Regions from separate parts of the Mus musculus genome. Here region 1 is linked to region 2. A link is a contact called in public promoter capture Hi-C data. All regions are on one chromosome and are shown on one strand. The core of a region is the stretch at or near the end of the contact, and the rest is flanking DNA. Distances in the headings are between cores, read along the strand shown. Region 1 holds the start of Kcng3 (potassium voltage-gated channel, subfamily G, member 3). Region 2 holds the start of Map4k3 (mitogen-activated protein kinase kinase kinase kinase 3).

Region 1 (5,291 bases), core at 106-2,605, 2.9 Mb after region 2:
GAAGCAGACCACATTTCACCGAAATGAGACTTCATCTTTTCAAACACCACCAGTACTGGCACATATTTCAAAGAGCTCTTAGCTCAAACTGAATCATCGTGCAAATTATTGCGTGTTAGCAATAAAAGTTTGGAAAATCTAATTAGCAGGTTGCTATTTGGTCAGAACTAAAACACAAAGCCTGGAGGTTTTACTCTAAAAGGTGAGACCCAAGCACAACCACAGGCTGCGCCTGTGAAAAGGGGGCGGGGTTGGGGACCCATAGATTCCTCACACCCCTCGGCTGGAGCGCCAGGGACCTCCTGGGGCAGGAAAAAAGCCTAGCTGAGCTGCCAGGCAGACAGGACGGAGACCGGACGGACGGACGGCACGGATAGACGGGACTGGACGGACTGGACGGGCAAAAAAAGCAGTGCGTCCTACCCGGAGGGTTCCCTCCCAGGGCTGGCGGAGTACCTGCTCCGGTCATCCAGACTGCGGTTGTCAGCAACCGCCGCACGCCAGTCGGGCAGCGTGCTGGCGCACAGCACCACCATGGACACGATCACGAACACCACGGACACGCTGGCCAGGATCTGCGCGGCCAGCGACGACGTGGGCTCCTCGAAGGTCCGCCGCATGCGCTCCAGCCAGCGCCGGGAGGGGGCCGCCTCGGGTCCGGCGGGACGAGGCTGCTCGCGGCCCAGCTCGTCTGCCGCGTGAAAGGTGTGGGTGTCGGACATGCGGTCGTCTAGGCGGCGCTGGCAGCAGTACTCCAGGTGCGCACCCTCCAGGCCCCAGTAGATCATCTCGTTGTAGAAGGAGAGCTCGCACATCCGCGGCGCGAAGCGCAGCTTCCCGTGGCCGCGCACGTACAGCAGGATGAAGCCGAAGGCCTCCGAGTGTCGGTCGAAGAAGTACTCGTTGCGCTCCCGGTCGTAGTCGTCGCACACTTCGAGCACGTCGCGCTCCGAGCGGCAGCCGTGCAGCCGGCTCACGCGGCGCAGCGGGAAGTCCTTGAGCAGCTCCCGGGACAGCGAGTACCGGGCGCCGCCCACGTTCAGCACCACCGAGGCCGCCCCGCCGCGCCCGAAGGTCATGGCTGGCCGCCCCGGGGGCCTGCCCGCCGCGCGCACGGGGAGGCCGCGCCGTCGGGGCCCGAGCTCCCCCGGGGCTCGCGCCCCGCACCGCCCGCGTCCCCCGCGGTGTCAGTGCCGCCGCCCCTCGCTCCCGGGTTCGCCCTCCCGAATCCGGGTGGCTGGCCGCAGCTCCAGGTGGCGCCGGTCTCCCAGAGGGCGAACGTTAGCCGAGGCACCGTGGGCAGGTCTGCCCGGTCCCCGGCGCACGCAGCCCCGCCGCCGTCCAGAGGCGAAAGGCAAAGTGAGCCGGCTCCGGCGGCGAGGAGCGGGCTCCGGGAGGCGGGGGCGGGGCCTCCCTCGCCGTCCTCCTCCTCGCCCGCCGGCTCCGCGCGCTCCGCTCCCTCCGCGCGCACCTCCTTGCCCGCCCGCGCCCGCACCTCCCGGCTCGCTCCGGCTGGGATTCCCCGGCGCCCCGCCCCGGACCTCGGGCTCCCCGCCTCGTGACGCCGTGCGCCCCCGCCCGCAGTGGCCGGGAGGGGTGCGCAGGGCGTGATGCGAGCTGCGGGGAGCCCCGGGGCCATCCGGATGATGGACACACCTCCCCCAGGCTCCTTTAAAGAGTCCCCCGAAGGGAGGAGACAGGAGGGAAGGAGGGGTGCTGAGGTGAGGACCAAGGTGCGAGGTTTGAAGTAGGGAGCAGACGGCGTCTGGATGAGCCTTTGCCAGAGACTGTTGGAAACCCTGGTCGGCTTCTAAGGCCGCCCCAAAGGATTTCTCAAAGCAGGCAACCCAGTCGCGGCTTTGCCTGCAGACTTTGCGCTTCCTCTCCGCGCGTGGGGCACCCCACGTGCCGTGCGCTCCGAAGGCGGCCGCGCACCAAGCTCTCCCCACCCCCTGCTCCCTGAGGGATGCCATGGGCCAACGGACTCGCCCTAGTCCCCCATCTTTCCCAGCCTTGGGGTCCTAAGAAGGCGCCTACACCGCTCTCACGATGCCTCCGGTGGAGTCGGGTAGCAGTCTGGAGAGAATTTTCTTTCACTGGCAAGACCAGAATGTCTTATTGCCTCGATCTTGCATTCTCCTTTTCATGCTATCTCGATGTCCACTCCTTCCCTCCCCGTAGCACCCCCGTGCGACTGCGGCACCGGCCTTCAAATGCAGAGGCAGGGTTAAGGCTTGGTGGAGTGGGGTTCGACTTGGCAGGCATTATTTTAAACAGCAGTTTACACATCCGACACCGGCAACCCAGCCCGTCAAAGGCAAGAAACAGGTGAGTTATATATAAGGGAGACGGCGTTAGATGCAAAACAAACCCTGGAAATAAAAATGAATAGGGAGGGTGGAGGGGTGAGATGGGCTCCTGTGACCATGGAGTACCTGGGGAAGGGTTTTGCTTTCCCCCTCCACTTTCCTAATTTTGTAGGACTGCCCCGTGCCCGCTAGAGGTCACCATAAGGAGTCATTTGCTCTGCTTCTCGGATAGATGTTAGTGAAAACAGCCGCCTGCAAATTTGAGTTCTCTTTCTGACAAAGTCACCCTGGGTGGTTCTTAGAGAATGAAAATCTCCATAAGCTGTTTATCCCTAGACTTGGATCATTTTTTTTTAAGCACTTAATGTGATTAAAAGCTCAAAAACAAGAGTTATTTATCTGCTAAGTAGCTACTAAGCAAGGAAAACATCCTGAAGGAAGTGAATTCAATACGGAATGGAAGGAGGTGCTGGCAGAAGGAGCCAGGGACTCCGGGGGAGCAAATGCCAGATGTGAAAGATTAGCGACTGTAAAGAAAGCTAATGCATTTGTCTGGCTGGAACAACGGGAGTTCTAAGACCTGTGTCCATGCCGGGCTATCTGCAATGGGATCCCTGAAGCTTTAATAACAGAAGTGGCTAGATGAAAGCCTTAGTTTAGGAAGACGCTCTGCCCCGTGGGTTATTCTAAGGAAAAGGCTCTTTCAGCAAGCCAGGAATAGAAGCCCTAACCTCGTGTCAGTAAAAATGAAAGCCAGTTATGAGAAACCCAGCCCAGTATCTAGCAGGTCTTAGTAATGGATAGGACACAGTGACCAGAGGAATAAATAAATAAATAAATAAATAAATAAATAAAAGCAGGTGAGAACCAGCTACCAGCCTGGCTTCACACCAGCAAGAGCCAATTCACCAGCAAGTTGTTAAAAATATTCTAAAAGCAACAAGCAACAGAACAGCCATTGTGTTGGTGATTTGAACATTACTATATTTATTTCCTGTGTTCTCTATGCAAAAAAAAAAAAAAAAACCCTTTGCAGTCTGCTGTTGGAAGCATTTAGAGAAATATCTCTTTTTAAATTAAATTTGAACTTAGAAAACAGATTATTTGGTGACAATGCAGCGTAGGCTTCATAAGTTATATTTTCATATTTATCGGCTAGATAGGTTTAAATCATTTTCTTTGTTTCTAACGTAACACTCTTAGTTGATTGTGATATCATCAACCCAACAGCAACACCCGAATCATTTTCTTAAAGTATACAGAGACATGCAGAAATGATAGCTTTGTCTCGGTATAACCTGGCTTAGAGAACATTCTTACAAACAATCCTATGCCACTGTGTTCTGAGAGGACGCCTACAGGGGAATTATTACACCCGGGTTCTCTTCTGGGTTCAGGACAGTATCTGGAGGTGTCTTATCTAAATCCTTAGTACGAATTAACATTTAAAAAGCATCAGGAAGGATTTGAGCTTGAGAGAAGGTAGGTTTGTTTGTTTGTTTGTTTGTTTGCTTTTTGTTTTTCATTCTCTATGTGTCAACCCATTTCAGAGAGGTGGAACAAAGGCTTGTGGCAGATGTGGCTGGAACTTGCTAGAGACACTCTAACCACAGCAGCACGGCAGAAAGAAGGCTCAAGCCAGTCCTGGCTCTAGCCACTCCCATCTCTAGCATCTAGATTATCATCGCAACCTTCTCCCCATCATTCTTTCATGCCCTTGTGATCCGGAACAATTCCCCAAAGCATTCTCTCCTTTTCACCAAGGCATCCTTCAAACTCTAAATGGAAACCTGGGGCCAACCTGGGCTACATAAAACTATTCTCCAAAATCCTGGCTGGGGAATATAGCTTAGTTGATAAAGTGTTGGCATGCACGAAAGCCCAAATCAAATAAACTGGGCTTAGTGGTCCATTCTTGTAATCCCAGCATACAGGAGTTCAGATTGTCCAAGATGGCTTCTGGGCTCATCCTTCAGGGAAAGCAGGCTGCAAAATGCCAAGTGATATCTAACAAATCCCTTAACCTCAAATCTCAATCTTTCGTGCATAAGATGGCGATGAGGATACTTCTCTTAAGAGGGTGCTGTGGGTGTTAAGTGAGACAGATGGCGTCGGGGCAATAGACAGCGCATCCCATCTCATGTATGTTTCCGTCAGTGCAAATATGCCTTGTCATTGTAAATACAATTCACAGAAATAGTGCACCACCAGCCCAGAACTGAGTAATGCGAAACATCAAACATTAATGGAAAAGTTCTGTTCTTTATACTGCTAGCTCTGGGTTCAGTGTGAATTCCTGCACCCCTGGTGATGAGCAGAAAGGCTGTGCCCTGCCCTAAATTACTCAGGATTGTGCAAAACAGAGGTTTTTCAGGCTACACCGTGCCCTGAGACTCCATTTTACAAGCAGCTGTTGACTCCCTTTTGAGTGCAGATGTAGAAGCAGGTGGATTTTGCATCTTGGTGGACAGAGAATCAGTGCCATCTGTCCAGGCTACTACTGCCAGGAGGCACCTACTGATGAATGGCTTATTCCTACATGCAGAACCATTCTGCCCTCCAAACTTATCAGTTTAACTGGAACTGCAGAAAACAGATGACCATAGATCGGGGACTACGAAGGTAGCCCATTGGTTAAAGCAGTTGTTATGTAGATGTGAGGAGCCAAGTTTGGATCCCTAGAGCACACATGAAACCAAACACATTTGTGCATAATCCCAGTGTGCCTATGGTGAGGTGAGAGGCGAAACAGGAAAATCTCTGGGAGCTCACCACAGGCCAGCCAGCCTGGCGGCGTACTGGCTGATTGTGTGTGTTGACTTGACACAAGCTAGGGTCATCAGAGAGAAAGGAGCCTCCGTTGAGGAAATGTCTCTATGAGGTCCAACTATAAGGCATTTTCTCAATTAGTGATCAGTGGGTGGTGCCATCCATCCCTGAGCTGGTGCTCCCACATTCTATAAGAAAGCAGGCTGAGCAAGC
Region 2 (5,424 bases), core at 1,932-4,431:
AGAGACGATGCCTCCCACTGACGGAGATCCTAGCCTACAAACTAGTCAGCTTTTACCTCTGACATCTACCAACTTTAGAAAGTTATTTAAACCTCCCTATGCCTGCTTCTTCAACTGCACCTGCCTCACAAGACAGTTGTAGGAGGAGGGAGGAAACTTTCCGTAAGTGTGTGCCAGATAGCAAGCACCCCAGAAATGTTAGCTACTCCAGCATTAATGGCTGACAAGATTCATCAACTTGCCAGACTTCTGTCACATTCAGATAGAAGAATTACAGACTTGAATTTTTTCTTTTTAGTCAGGTAAGTTACCACCTATATTTAAGGAGTTTGCTTTGAGGCAGTCCTATTCTGTTACTCATACCACGTAGGCCAGGCTGGCCCTGAACTGGTGACCAGCATTTTCCTGCCTCAGCTTCCCAAGGGCTGAGATTACAGGCATGTGCTACCAAGCTGTCTTCTTGGTTTTGCTGTTGTTTAGGTTTGTTTTTAAATATAGTAAACACATGGCTAATTATTCCTATCAGGAACCTACATATAACCTCGGTAAAACATCATTCTTGGCTATATTACAATTTCCAAGTCAGTCTGGGCAACATGAGAACTCTCTCAAGACCTAGAAAAACAGGCACGTGTGCCAAAACTTAACTGTACACACTGCCACTTATGAGACAGAAAATTTAACTTTTCACCTACTATAATAATCAGAGTTCCCCCAGACAGTTTCTAGCTCTTGGATTTGGGTATATTTCTACCATCTTAGTCAAGACCACTATTATTCCCATGAATACCCCAAGCTTCCTAACTGCTCTCTCCCTCCACTACAACCTGGACATCATGATAGGAAACCTTTTAAAGTCCGAATATTCATGTGCGTGCACGTGTGTGTGTGTGTGTGTGTGTGTGTGTGTGTGTGTGAGTAACATGTCATCTAACACCTGTAGAGGCCAGAGGACAACTCTGAAGTTGATATCCTCATTACACTTTTCGTGTGTTCTGTAGATCTAACTCAAGCAAGCCTGAGCCTCAGCCCAGAAGTCCAAATCTAAATTGGATGCAGTCATGCATGTCTACACCTCCACTCAGGGGACACAGGTGGAGGATTATGACTTTCGGGTCAGCCTGAGATACACAGCAAAATCCTGTATACCAAAAAAATACAACCAAAAGGAAAGAAAGAAATGGGGCCTGGAAAGACAGCTCAGCAGCTGTGAGCACCGGCTGTTCTTCCATGACTCCAACTTGGTTCCCAGCACCCATGTCAGACAGCTCTCAACTGCCTGCAACTTCAGCTCCAAGAGATCTGATGCCCTCTTCTGGCCTCCAGGGACATCTCTGTGTGAACACACACACACACACACACACACACACACACACACACACACTTTTAAAAACGAAAGGGAAAATCCTTATCTAATTTCACCTCCCTGGCAGGACTCCCCTAAGTCCCACAGCTAGAAGGTCTATAGGAACCAGGGTCCACATCCAGGATCCCTGTGGCTGCTCAGGTTCCGTCTTTCTCAGCTTCACACTGGTGTCTGTGGCCTTCGGATCATGACCCCTCTACGTGGCTTCGTCCCCTCTCACCATTGCCCTGAGCAAGGCCTTATCATCTTCCAGATCTTGGCTAGAAGCTGCCAGACTGGAGGGGGGACAAACCCAGCCCTCTTGTTCTGTGCTAGCAACCTTTGCCAGACCCTTGACGTCCTCTCTACACAGAATACGACTGGAATGAAGTGAAACTCTGCTGTTTAATGCTGTTCTTGTCCAGGAAAAAAAAAAAAAAAGACTTCAAATAAATCTGGGTCCATTCCTGTCTTTAGTTCATCAACACGTGGCTGCTAAGTTATACACTGGAGTTATGCTCCACACACCTTTGTCAACAGAGGAAAGTGTGGTGCTATGTGATCATTCACAAAAGCCAAGCAGATCACTCACAAAAGACCTGAGGTATTGGCTAACTTACCTTATGCGTTCCATTGAGGCAAGAATAAAAAGCCCATTGCTTTAGCGTGGGCAAAAATAAAGTGAAAACTAAACTTTCCAAGTCATACTCTGGGCATCCTCAGGTGTTCTGGAAAACAGGAGCCCAACTTCAGTTACCATGTAAGTAGATAGGCAACTAAATCAAGACTGCTGCCACCTTTGGCACTATCCGCCTCCCTTCTTGGCAGACTCCGCGAGGCCAAGAGTTTTACTGGCCAGGGAAGAACGATTTATCCTCCCACATTTAGAAGCGATCCCTCTGCAACAGAAACGCTGTCCTGCTAAGGAGCTCTGAATTCTAACCTTGTCAAACCAATACTCTTCCTAGATACTCGACTCTCACACACACACAAGAAAGAAAAAGAAAAGGAAAAATATCTGATTCCTATGTGTCACTGACAAAAACAAACCCCATTATCCAATTCTTTTTGGAGGAAAAAAAAAAAACCTCGAAGTTGCTGTCTTGCCTCCAAAAACCCATCTCTTTTTACAAAACATGACTACTTGGAAAATTACAAGGAACTGACAAGCAGATGTTAAGAGGCTAAAGGCTAAAGCACGGGCAGATGTTAAGAGGCTAAAGGCTAAGCTGTCGATGGAGGCTGCCCAGCGTTAGGACAGATCCAGCAGGCCCGGGCGGACAGTAGCTCCCAGCCACCGGGGCCTATGATCCCAGGTCCCGGAGAGGCACGTAGGTTTGTCAAGCGCCAAGCCCCAGCACCGGGGTTCGTCACACAGACCCTGCCCAGGCAACAAGCGCCCAGCCCCGCTCCGCCCTCCCAGGAACGCAGCGGCTCCGGCCGCAGCCCTTCCCGGGACTGCACGCAGGAGAGCCTGGGAGGGTCAGAGACCCGCGCGTCCCGGGCACAGCTCCGGCGAGGACGCCGAGGGCTGAGGTCCCCACGCCTGCCTCTTTGTTCCGTCCCCCGCGGCGCAGGCCCCGGCTCGGCCGCCCCTGCCCTCACCTTGTAGACGTCGCCGTAGGTGCCGCTGCCGATGCGCTGGATCAGCTCGAAGTCCTCCTGCGGGTTCCGGCGGGACAGATCGAAGCCCGGGTTCATGGCGGGCCCCGGGTGCCCCCCACCTCCCTCCCGGCCCGGGGAGGGGGGGCGCTCACGGGGGCCGCACGGAGGGAGCGCCCGCGGCCGGCCCGGCTCCGCCGCCGGTCACAATCGCCCGGCTGCACGCCGCGGCCGCCGCCGACCACGACGAGCCGCCCGGCGTCCCCGCCCCCCGCCGCCGCGCCGAGCCGGGTCACACCCACCAGGAGAGGAGCGCGCCCGCAGCCCCTCGCTCGGGGTGCAGTTCCAACATGGCTTCCGCCCGCCGCTCCGCTCCGCCCGCCCGCACGCCCTCCCTCCGGTTCCCGGCCCCGCTCGCCACTGCGCAGCCGCCATCCCGGAGGCCGCGCGCTCCCGGCGGGCCCTGCGCGCCCCCGGCTCGCGCGCCCGGTCGGGACACGCCGGACGCGCCAGACTCCGGGTAACAAAGTTGGACTCGCTGCTTGTGGTCCCAGCCCCAGCCCCAGCAGGTAGTAGTTGCCACGCACAAGACGGTATTCCCCAACTTTCTAAGAGCAAGTACATCCGAGAGCCCCGACCCTTTCTTCTAGGTTTAGGGGAGGAGGTCCCCATCAGAAAGGTGAGAAAGACCCTCGGGGGACAGTGACACTTGGGCTCTTGGGGTTGGCTTGACAGGGGTGCAGAGAGAACAAGGGGCGGGGAGAAATCCGTGGAGGGAGTGGGCGGGAAGCAGTGCAGAACCAAAGCCGTGATTGACCTCTGTCCAGGGAGAAGGCTGGATTTTTCAAAGCCCGGGGCGGGGACTACGCAAGCTGTCTGACAACCCTGAGACGAGGGTGGTTGCAGAGGGTGTGGCCTGGACAGGGATCTATTCCCACACCTGAAATGTAAACACGTGACCATCCGGAAGCTACGTAGCCGCGACATTACCTGCCCAGAGCTCCACCCAGCATAAGATCCAGATAACCAGCATTACGTCCAGACTGCTAAAAGTTAGCTAAGAAAGGACTTAGGCAGTGGAAGGGTCAATGTTGAGTTCTTAGTAAACTTAACTACTACCCATTTCCAAAAGCTGTAGCGAGGTCCACTCTGGCGCTCTGTTGGATATTTTGCTTTAAAAATGCTTTTCTAATCTCTTTAGGGACCTAAAGACTAATGTGCCTTAATGTCCAATTCCTTCTCAGAAACTTGGTCTCATCAAACCTTAAAACCTTTCTATCATGTTACTTACAGTAAACTTACCTATTGACTAAATTCCCAAATTGTGTGCTCCAAACCATACGTGGAGTCATCCAAGCACTTTAGTTATCCCAAAGCATCAGATTGTGACAGGGTTGCAATTCTGCCCCAGGAGTGCACGTCACAGGATTAATTGAGGATAAACCTTAAGGCTGTGCTATCCTGAGCTCCTCGGGACGAGGCATGGTTTTCCCCGCTTCCTCCCGGTGGAAGGCACTTGCAGGGGCTGAGGAGCAGGCCTGCCTTCTGCCTGTGCTGTGGGCGGAGAACTGTTTGTCTTCTTTAGGCTAAACAGGCAGATAATTCTGGATTCAGATAAGGAAATGGAAGTCTCTCAAAGCAGGACCTGCTCTGCTTGCTTTCTCTGCCCTTTTGTGCTTTAAAAAAAAAAAAAAAAAAAAAAAGCCAAGTTTCCAGGACTGAAAGCCATTCGGCTTGCACCAGAAAGTTCTAATGGTTTCACTGTTTTGTTTGCTGGGATTATCATCTCTGCAGATAACCGAGTGTTTGCATCACTAATAGGCTTCTTTCAAAGGGAAAAGACATTTCAGTGGGGTTGGAACAGGCTTTCAAGTTTTGTTTGTTCCATTTTGGCAAGGCTTAACTACTTCTTCTCCTTTTTTTTTTTCCCCAGAGAGACAGATTTTCTTGTAAGGGCTCGATTTGCCACATGGGTTAGGCCATAAATAAAAAGGTCTTTTGTAATTAACTGCTCACAAGGAATGAAAATAATTTGTTCCTTTGGGGATCTACCCATACTGGTAAATACAGTGCTCTCTTACCCTTCCCCCAATCTACCTGGCCTCTACTTCCCTACAAGTTAATACTCATGATCAGACACTTGCTTTGAATAAGAGAAAGGACTTCCCGCTTCTGTGATTAGAAACATTCTTAGAAACCGTCTGGGTTTCACTCTTAGATTGACTGTTGCTTGTGTAGAGGCGGTCACCTTATCAGTAGATTAATATGGTGAGTGGAAGTTCACAACATGAAAGAAACAGTATCTTCCAGTACTGAGTGCTTACGAGGAGCCAAGAACTTTCCACATATTATCTCATTTAATTCACAGAGCAGCCTGATAGCTGAGAGCGTATTATCTCCTTTTTATAACATCCCAGGCTAATTAAGCTACTCAAGGTCACATAAGAAAGCTCAGCTTTTACAGAGGCTGCTTAATA

The links. Promoter capture Hi-C pulls out the DNA fragments that hold promoters and counts their contacts.
Region 1: a promoter capture Hi-C map of hippocampal neurons shows a contact between it and region 2, with 5 times the contacts expected there. The contact joins the promoter of Kcng3 here to the promoter of Map4k3 in region 2. A contact is called at or near these places in 3 of 39 promoter capture datasets (hippocampal neurons, liver and pre-B cells) and 1 of 9 other capture datasets (embryonic stem cells).

Annotation. Positions count from the first base shown.
Region 1 is chr17:83,630,540-83,635,830 of GRCm38.p6, forward strand. Kcng3 (potassium voltage-gated channel, subfamily G, member 3) reads right to left here and starts at 1,356. Exons shown (of 2, transcript NM_153512.1): 1 at 424-1,356. The coding sequence starts at 1,079.
Region 2 is chr17:80,724,844-80,730,267 of GRCm38.p6, forward strand. It overlaps Map4k3 (mitogen-activated protein kinase kinase kinase kinase 3), which reads right to left and starts at 3,182. Exons shown (of 34, transcript NM_001290345.1): 1 at 2,951-3,182. The coding sequence starts at 3,046. It also overlaps the pseudogene Gm9959.